Linked DNA regions of Mus musculus: region 1 is linked to region 2. The links are chromatin contacts, called in public HiChIP or PLAC-seq maps. All regions are on one chromosome and are shown on one strand. Each heading gives the region's core, a stretch centred on a gene start, on an enhancer-like site or on the middle of the called end of the contact. The rest is flanking DNA. Distances are from core to core; before and after follow the strand shown.

The links. HiChIP or PLAC-seq counts read pairs in DNA pulled down with a chosen protein or histone mark.
Region 1: an H3K27ac HiChIP or PLAC-seq map of bone marrow-derived dendritic cells shows a contact between it and region 2, with 2.0 times the contacts expected there. The contact joins two enhancer-like sites. A contact is called at or near these places in 2 of 484 Hi-C or Micro-C datasets (conventional dendritic cells and nephron progenitors) and 1 of 115 datasets of contacts at active chromatin or transcription factors (bone marrow-derived dendritic cells).

Annotation. Positions count from the first base shown.
Region 1 is chr4:47,901,401-47,905,834 of GRCm38.p6, forward strand. No RefSeq gene overlaps it. Among named protein-coding and RNA genes, the nearest start is that of Gm46853, 50 kb to the right of the region's middle. Within about 2 kb of position 3,036, at least 8 of the 459 cell types and tissues checked have an H3K27ac peak or open chromatin away from gene starts, as enhancers often do. A contact at or near this core is called in bone marrow-derived dendritic cells, where this site is marked.
Region 2 is chr4:47,836,794-47,841,507 of GRCm38.p6, forward strand. No RefSeq gene overlaps it. Among named protein-coding and RNA genes, the nearest start is that of Gm46853, 110 kb to the right of the region's middle. Within about 2 kb of position 1,843, at least 12 of the 459 cell types and tissues checked have an H3K27ac peak or open chromatin away from gene starts, as enhancers often do. A contact at or near this core is called in bone marrow-derived dendritic cells, where this site is marked.

The DNA of each region.
Region 1 (4,434 bases), core at 1,786-4,285, 66 kb after region 2:
CACTCCCACTGTCAGGAGTCCCACAAGAAGACCAAGCTACACAACTGTAACATATGTGTGGAGGGTCTAGGTCAAACCCATATGAAAGACCCATACGGGCTCCTCAGTTGTCCATTTAGTCTCTGAGAGCCCCATGAGCTCCGGTGAGTTAATTCTGTGGGTTTTCTTGTGGTGTCCTTGACCCCTCTGGTGCCTACAATCCTTCCTCCCTTTCTTCCACAGGATTTCCCAAGCTCTGCCTTAGCTGTTGGTCTTTGCAGATGAAGCCTCTCTGATGACAACTGGGCTAGATGCCAATCTATGAATATAACAAGAATACCATTAGGAATCATTTCATTGATTATTATTATTATTATTATTATTATTATTATTATTATTATTTTGCCAGTTAGGTTTCCTCCTAGGTCTGTGGGCTATTCAGTTTCTGGTTCCTGTCTCTCCAGGCAGTGTCAGGGCTGGGCCCCTCCCATGGCATGGGTCTCAAGCTGGATCAGGCATTGGTTGGCCACTCCCACAATTTCTGAGACCCCTTTATCCCAGCACATCTTGCAGGCAGGACAAATTGTAGGTAGAAGGTTTTGTGGCTGGGTTGGTGTCCCAGTCCCTCCACTGGAAGTCTCACCTGGTTACAAGATATGCAAAGAGATCTTTTTAACATTTATTTAAATATTCATTAAAGTGTTTTTTTAATGAATGATATCATTTGGCAATTTCATACCTGTGTGTGTGCATAATGACTGCTCTTCTACCTCGCTCCCCACTTGTCTATCCCTACCCTCTCCACAAATCTTCCTCTCTTACAATCCCATCTCTTTGTTTTGTGGCCCAAAGTTTAACCAGGGCCATCTGTGTGATGGTTTTGGAGCTGTACATCCCAAATCAACACTGACAGAGCAAAAATTAAGAAACCTCAAAGAGGCTGGAGATCTCCTGACGTGGTTGAGAGCAGCGGCTGAGTCTTAGGGAAGGTAATGAGGTTGACTCTTCAGGACCCCTTCTGCTTCAGGGATTCTTCCAGAACCTCAGTCAACTTTTCTACCTAATTTTATGTTCATAATGTGAGATACGTATTCTAAAGGAAAATCCCCAAATTATATACATGATATATTATTTGGAATATGTTGTTAGGAGGTAGTTTCCTGAGTTTAGCCATCTCAGGAATGAGTGCCACCTTGCCGGTAGGATCAAAACTGAATCCAAGTACCAAGGCTTCAGAACCCAACTCCTATCCTGCTTCTTCAAGATGTTTGATGTTTGTCTGTTAACCAATAAAGGGTGTAAAGAAGGAAGCGTTAAGTTCCTTGCTTAACCCCCTGTGTCAAAATATGATTGGTCAATGCAACATCATACCCACTGCCGTCCTCTGAGAATCCGGGCAAATACGTACCGTGGGTCTCGGGTCTTGCCAGAAATGGCCAAAGTATCACAGCTCTCAGAAGGGAAACCCATTGCAGGGTAGGTAGCCCGGTCCCAGGTCTTGCCTGCTATCTTGGCAGCGCCAGTGCCAGCAGCATGGATAGTGACGGCAGCTGGCAGGCGGGTCCAAGGTCCAGTGATGAGTGATTCAGGAAAGAAAACTCTTCCGCAACGTGTTACAGTTCCATAAAACAGCCATTCTCAGATGACGCCCAGTGAAATAACCTGTGCACTTTATTCCATGTGGATAAGGACTTTATAGACACTGAGAAATTTGGATTGAGGATGGGATTCAGGGGAAGATGTTTCCCATTGGCTCAGTCTGAGATGCTAGTGATGCTCTGTTTGCATGGGGAAGGACTTCAGGGGTTTTCCTTACCGTGACTGATTGTCCTGGTTCTCTTGGTGGGGTGTCAAGGTTACTGTTCTAGAGAAGGCAGAGTTAGTTAGGCAGGGAGTTGGCCCCACTCATATTGTTCTCAATTCTAAGTTACACTGAGTTTGGACTCACTCAACCTTACTAGTTCTTCTGTCTGGTGGCTCGGTCCACTTGCCCCACATGTGCTTTGTGTTTTGTCCTATAAAAATGTTGTACAGTTTCCCTTGAAGGCCAGATCCTGAACTGGCTGCCTCCCGGAGTGCTCAGAAAATAAAACTTTCATTTTTAAGCTTCCGTATCTGAAGTGAGTTTTCTCAGCTTCCATCTTGAATCCAACAATGTAATATAATAGATAATAAAATTACCACGGATAAAAAAAAATGAATAAAGCAGCCACCACTTAAGGACACTATGGGGCAACATGAAAAATATCACAACTGTTGCTAAGGTGGGTGGCTGAGGCAAGGTTGGACCCACATGAAAAGCTGGCCTGAGAAGAGAATGAGGCTGACACTTGGTGGAGAATGGCGTTTGTGTAAAGAAAGCTTCCTCCCACTGTGGGTTCAGCATCTCCAGGTTTCATTTATGGATGCTGTTTGAGGCATGTGTTTGCTTTAAACAGTGCTTCTTGACTGTTAAGGTGACCACACACACACACACACACACACACACACACACACACACTGCTTGTATACATATAGAGACATACAAAATGCTCACATGCTTATATGCATATAAAGTTGTACATGATCTCGAAACACAAGTTCATTATGTCAAAAATGGATTATTTTTTTAAGTTACAAAGATCAAGTCTGATTCCTCCACCAACCTACCATGTGTTCCACTTTATTCTACATTTCAAGAAACCCAATGCTTAACTTGATGTAAGCAAACAAAACAGCCATCTGCCTGTTGCCAACAGTTATATTTTAAAACTTCCTTTAAATTTTTAAATAAAAATAGTTGTTATCCAGTATAATATTCCTAAGATTTTTCTAATCTACCCCCATGGCAACTGTTATTGCTATGTTAGTCTATGAAACTGAGAAGTATACCACCATTTATTATGGAGCAGTTTATACATAGAAATTAATCATTAGCTAAATGACTATCTGCAGGTCTCTCAGCTTCAGGCCTGTCAGGAGAGAGCTGTCAGTTTTTATTGTTTGGGTCATGAAGGTTTGGTTTCCTCTTCTCTGTTCCAGATAATTTTGTTGATGTTTCTTTTTCTAGAAAGTTTCTTATGTTATACAGATGTTTTAAAACTTTACATGACATGCGTCAATGATTATTTTAATAATCTCATATCTGATTTTCATTTCCTCAAATACACTTTGAAAATTTTTAAAATCTTTACCATTTCTTAGAAGAAAACTCTTTAGCTTATTATGTGGTTCCTCATTTTTTTTCCATTTTATAATTCATTGGTACTCTTTTATCTATTCTAAATTTTCTGAAGTATGAATGATCTGTTAGTAGATGTCAAAGGATCTTGGCATGGGCTGCAAGAGAGGCAAATTGAGACACAGCCGTAACAGTAATACACGATATATAACATATAATTAGAACTGTGAGTGGAAGGCTAAGCTGTTCTTCTAATCGTCACCTCAAATACACCATTTATCAAGATAAAGTTAAACTTAAGCTTAAAATTACTTCTGCATTTTCATTTAAAGAGTGATCCAAAGTATGATACTTTATATATGTTTCGTGTCTGTTCAGACAATCTTATGCCCATCCAAGATAAACAGGTAAACATAGCAGAAATTGACAAGCGGCAGCAGAGTTTCAATTTTGTGGAGCTGTTTCTTCCCAGTTAAAGCTTCCCTGAGGGAGAGAGAGGCACACACACACACACACACACACACACACACACACACACACACAGAAACACACACACAGAGAAACACATACAGGCACACACAGACACACACACCGAAACACACACACACAGAGACACACAGACACAGACACAGACACACAGACACACACACACACACACACACACACACACACACACACACAGAAACACACACACAGAGAAACACATACAGGCACACACAGACACACACACACACAGACACACACACACACACACACACACACACACACAGAGAGACACACAGACACAGACACAGACACACACACACACACACACACACACACAGAAACACACACACAGAGAAACACATACAGGCACACACAGACACACACACACACACACACACACACACACAGAGACACACAGACACAGACACACACACACACACACACACACACACACACACACACGGCTCAGCAGGATGACAAGACTTATTCACGAGGCTCCCTTGGGTTCTGCAAGGTGTGAATAATTGCTGGAGCAGATGCCTGATAGGGTAGGTGCTTGCAAGTTCTTTAGAAATGGGGCTTTCCAGCAATACAGATCCAGTCCCCTGTAAGTCATAGCTCACTCATGCCTCTGGCAAAGCTCCAATCAAAAGCAGTGCACAGTGACAGTTACACTACACGGCCCCTCTTATGGATGAAGATACATCTGGCTAAGGCCGTGGTATGCCCAGAGCAAACTTGCTCATGTAAAGGAGAAATTAGATGGATGTTAGGGGGATAACATACGATACCCTCTACGTTAGCCTCCA
Region 2 (4,714 bases), core at 593-3,092:
AAAGTAAAGTTCTGGGATCATGGCGTTCCTGTCAAGGGCAGACAAGTTGTTGTTGTGCATAGTTATGGGGCACAATGTGACAAATAGGTTGTGGGGTGATTAACTCCAGCCAATCCATCCTTTGAAACACTTGTGTGTGTAGAAGTGAAGGAGGCAACACTTCAGATTGAATGGCAATGTCCGCTTTAGTGCCACCACAGTCACTACCCGGCAATAGAGCTCAAAACAAAATCAAGTGTGACAGACACTGTGGCCTCGTATGTTAATCCCAGCAACCTGGAGGTGAAGCAGGAGGCTCAAGGGTTCAAAGGCATGCTCAGCTACGTAGCAAGTTTGAGAGCATTGAAGGCTGTGGCAACACACACGTGCGCATGCACACACACACAAGAACAATCCACCATATGTCTCCTACTTGACCAAAGCTCTGTGTCCCCTGGTCACCTTCTCTGTGGCTCCCTAGCCTCAGCCTCTGGCAGCAACCTTCCTCACCACTTCTGAGATTATTTGGCTGGTCCTGTGTGTCATGAGCATAGTCAGGAAGCATCTCGTGGGACACCGTCGTCCTTCCTCAGGACGCAGCGCCTTCTGTTCTTTCTGCTCCCTTACTGTCATCTATTGAGAACTATCACATTCCATCCTAAGTTGGCCCCTGCCACCATCTCCAGGGAAGAAGAAACCGGTAAGCCTTTGGCAACCACTTGGCCTCAAGTCTGATCTTCATCTTGACTATGGCTTACTGGTGAACACAGGTAAGATATTCAAACTGCCCAAAAGTCAGCTGAACCAGCCATAAAAGGTTGTTTTGCTCTCATTTGCATTTTTAACAGAAGGAATGTGTGTGTGTGTGTGTGTGTGTGTGTGTGTGTGTGTGTGTGTGTGTGTGTGTGTAAAGTCTCTAGCTTAGTTATGACACATAGCTACAATAGACTTTAACTGACAGGTAGAACTGGGTGTATTTGTGGTGCACATGACACCATTTGTCATATTACACATTTTTGGAATGGCTAAAAGGAATCATTATGCATGTCGTCTCCCAAGCTTACCTTTCTATGTGGTGGGTACACAACACCCTCACTCTTACCACTGTTCAAGATACAGTCTACCAGTTGTAGTCAGCAAAATGCACAGATCTTTTAGCTCCTCTCGGTCTGCGCTGTGCGACATTTGACCTGTGCCTTCTCAGGCTCCTCATTTCAACTTCAGGTCATAACCATTTTATTCTGTTTCTGTGAGATTAACATTTTTTTTTTAGATTCCATGTGTAAGATCATGTGGTGTTTGTTATTCGGTTCCCAGCTTACTTCTCCAAACATGATAGGCTCCAGGCTTGTGTATGGTGCTGCAAGTGAGAAGATTACTTCTTTTTGAAGGCTGTATAGTACTCTATTGTGTATCTATGCCACACTTCCTTTACCCACTCATCCATGGGTAGATGATTCTATAGGCTGATTCCATATCAACTATTATGAACAACACTGCAGTGAACACAGTGGAGCATACTGATTTTTTTTTTAAAGTATTGATGTTTTTTACCTAAGAGGTCTTCTCCCTTCTCAGAGTCTCATGGCTCTTTGGTGACTTGTCACTAGCTTAATTATGCACCATTTTATAGATTTTCAACAACTAAACAATTTTTCTGTCTTTCCTCCTAGATTACACACACTCCTGACAATGTTCTTAAATCAAATAATACTGTGTCCATTTTCCCCAGGTGTGACACTCTCCCATCAAGTGATCAGCTGAGAGCTGACAGTCTCCCAGTGAGGGATGAAGCTGTCTGTCTGTGCTGGCTCCACATGCCATCACCAAGAGGAAGTGGTATTTGGGCATGACAGATGACAGAGTGACATCATCCATGTCCGTCAGTACTCATTTCATTTCTTCAATTTCAGCAAAGACCTGATAGGAGAGGTTGTTCCTTTCTCGGTGGGGTGACCTGTCTTATTTGTTATTGAAAATAGGGGAAGGATCTCCTCTCCCTGCCCCACTTCAGAGAGCTTCCCACTTCAGTCAGGGCTTTCTGGAAACAGTTAAAGGTCAGTCTCTGAAAACGGGGAAAATCCTGCACCACAGCCGCCCACAGCACCAATCTTTAACGGAATAAAGGAGTTAACGTGTTTTAGGAGCATTAGCAGGCATGGTGGCTCATCCTGAAATTCCAGGACACGGGAGACTGAATTAGGAGAACTGCAGTGACTTAGAGGCCAGCCTAGGACAGAGAGTTAGTTCTAGTTCAGCCCTGACTACAGAGTGGGAACTTTTTACAGCAACAACAAAATCACAAACAAACAAGGCATAACCAGTGCATTGAAGTTCATGTGTTCCTGGGATAATCAGGTAGGTTAACAAATGTCGGTGAGCTATCATTGTCAGGGGTAACAAGTGTCCCCCAACTATCATAGTTATATAAAATCAAATCCAAACAGGAACCAGAATCCAACACTGAAATCTGTGTGTTTCTAAGGCGATCGTAAAAGTCAGCAAGCATTTACAAACTGGATGTCAGGTGGAATTTAAGGAGCTGATAACAGGACCTCATCCTTGTGCTTTCTGTCCAATCACCATGTCCGTTCGTCAGCCAGCCTTCTATGGAGGGCAGTGTCTATGGCTGAGGTAAGTAATCTGCCTACAAGATGATGCCAAGAGGGAAGCAGGGGAGTAGACCCCAGCTTGTCTATCTCAGGAGGTTGTGGTCAGCTACTCCCTTTCCTATCAGCTGTGCTTCGCATAGAGTCACAAGCCAGAGACTGAACAATTAATAACAGACAGCCCCTTCCTCACAGAGAAGCTAACTGTTGTACGATCTCAGGAGGCCAGAGATGGCTCAGCTACTAAGAAGGTCATGGCTCTTGCAGAGGACTGGAGTTCAGTTCCAAACACCCACGCTGGGAAGTCCACAACTGCCTATAACTCCAGCTCCAGGGCGTGGGAGGCCCACTTCTGGCCTCTTAGCCAGTGACTATATGATCAACAACATCAAACCTGAGTGGCTTAGAGAAGAAGGTTTTGAATATGGCACTTTCAGATGCCTGTCGACACACTAGCCAAGCCAGACTGAAGAGAAGACAGCCTTACTTCAGGTTGTAAGAGTTACTCCATATTCCCATTTTTTAGCACAGACCTTTGCTAAGTAGCCATCAGGATTTAACAAGCCAATCTGACCCTTGCAAGCTGTTCTAGCCACTAATCAAAGTAGCTTTGACATTATTTCAAAACATGCACAGTATGTCACTCATGGGCCACCATCTCACAGCCACAACTTTCGAGCTAAATGTGGGGAGTTCTTCAAATTGATCTTTTAAAAAATACTAAATAAACATATTGTAAATTCCCACTTAGGGGAGTGTGATGGGGGTAGAAATTCTAGGATGATTAGGGTGCAGCCAGTCCTAACCTGCTTCCCTCAAGCCTTATCTCTCTTGCCATCCAGTGCAACTGTGTCTGCTGAACCCTATTCTGAGGCCTCTGGAGCATACTGACAACCAAGATGTCAAATGGCCCAGCTACCCTAAATGGCTATTCCTGGTTGTCAACTTGACTATATCTGGAATGAACTACAAGCCAGAATTGGAGAGTTCACCTGTGATCTAGATCTTGAGGCTGGAAGACACAAGTTTCTGACCTAGATCTTGGCATGGAGATCTTGAGACATAGAGGCTATGAAAAGCTTAGTGCGGGAAGTGAGTGTGAAACCCACTTGTTTAGTGCCTTGCCCGAGCATGCGCAGTGAGGCTGCATGCATAGGCTGCCTGCCAGGCTAGACTGTTCCTCTTGATCGGGACCTGTCAGCTTATCTGTGAACGACCTGAGCACGTGCCTGGAGCGTGTGTGAATTCTGATTGGATGAGGTGGGGTGGAGCTAGAAGGAGGTGAGTCGGCTCGAGTAGTGAGTTGTTGTTTAGCCCTTGCCCTAGGTAGAAGCTAGTAGTAGTGAAGAGAGTAGTTTTAGCCCTTGCCGTGAGTAGAAGTAGAGTAAGAGAAGCTGTTGTAATAGGAGTAGTTTAGCCCTTGCCCTAAGAAGAAGCTGTTGGGGAAGAGAGCTGTAAAAGAAAAAGTCCGAAGTAAAGTTGCTGCATGAACCCAACTTGGTGTCTGTGTCGTTCTTGTCGCCATCGGCTCGGAGGACCAACGACAGCTTAGGCCCAGGCAAAGGTGTATAGGCCTTTAATCGCAGGAGACAGAGCCATGCAGATCTCTGAGTTCAAGGTCAATCTAGAGAGCAAGTTCTAGGACAGCCAACCTTAGGCAGTGAGGGAGTTAGAAAACAGAAAGCTGGTAATAGAATAGGGGGGGGGGGTCATGTTCCAGCCCCAGCAAGCAATAGAACACTGCAGATTCAGCCATGTGGCTCTGGATTTACAGTCCACAATAAAAGGGGCTACTGGGACAGTTGGTGGTGGCTAGCTGGAGCTAAGAAGTGATTGACAAGAGATCAGCATCACTGAGGTAAAATCTTCTGGGAAGTGTTTTCTGTGAGCACAGAGAAGCTGTGTTCCAGAGATAGCCTAGGTTGAGATAGCCTAGGTTGTGCCTTGTGCTGCAGCTGGACTTGGCAATGTGTGAGTCACCCAGGTGGTACTGGGTTTGAAGGCAAGATGGAGTCATGAAGAGCAGCTGAGGCTCAGTACTGTGAGAGACCATGGAAGGCCATTGGTGAAGGTGCAACCCCAACCATCAAATTATTTTCAGTGATACTTCATAAGTTTAATTTTGC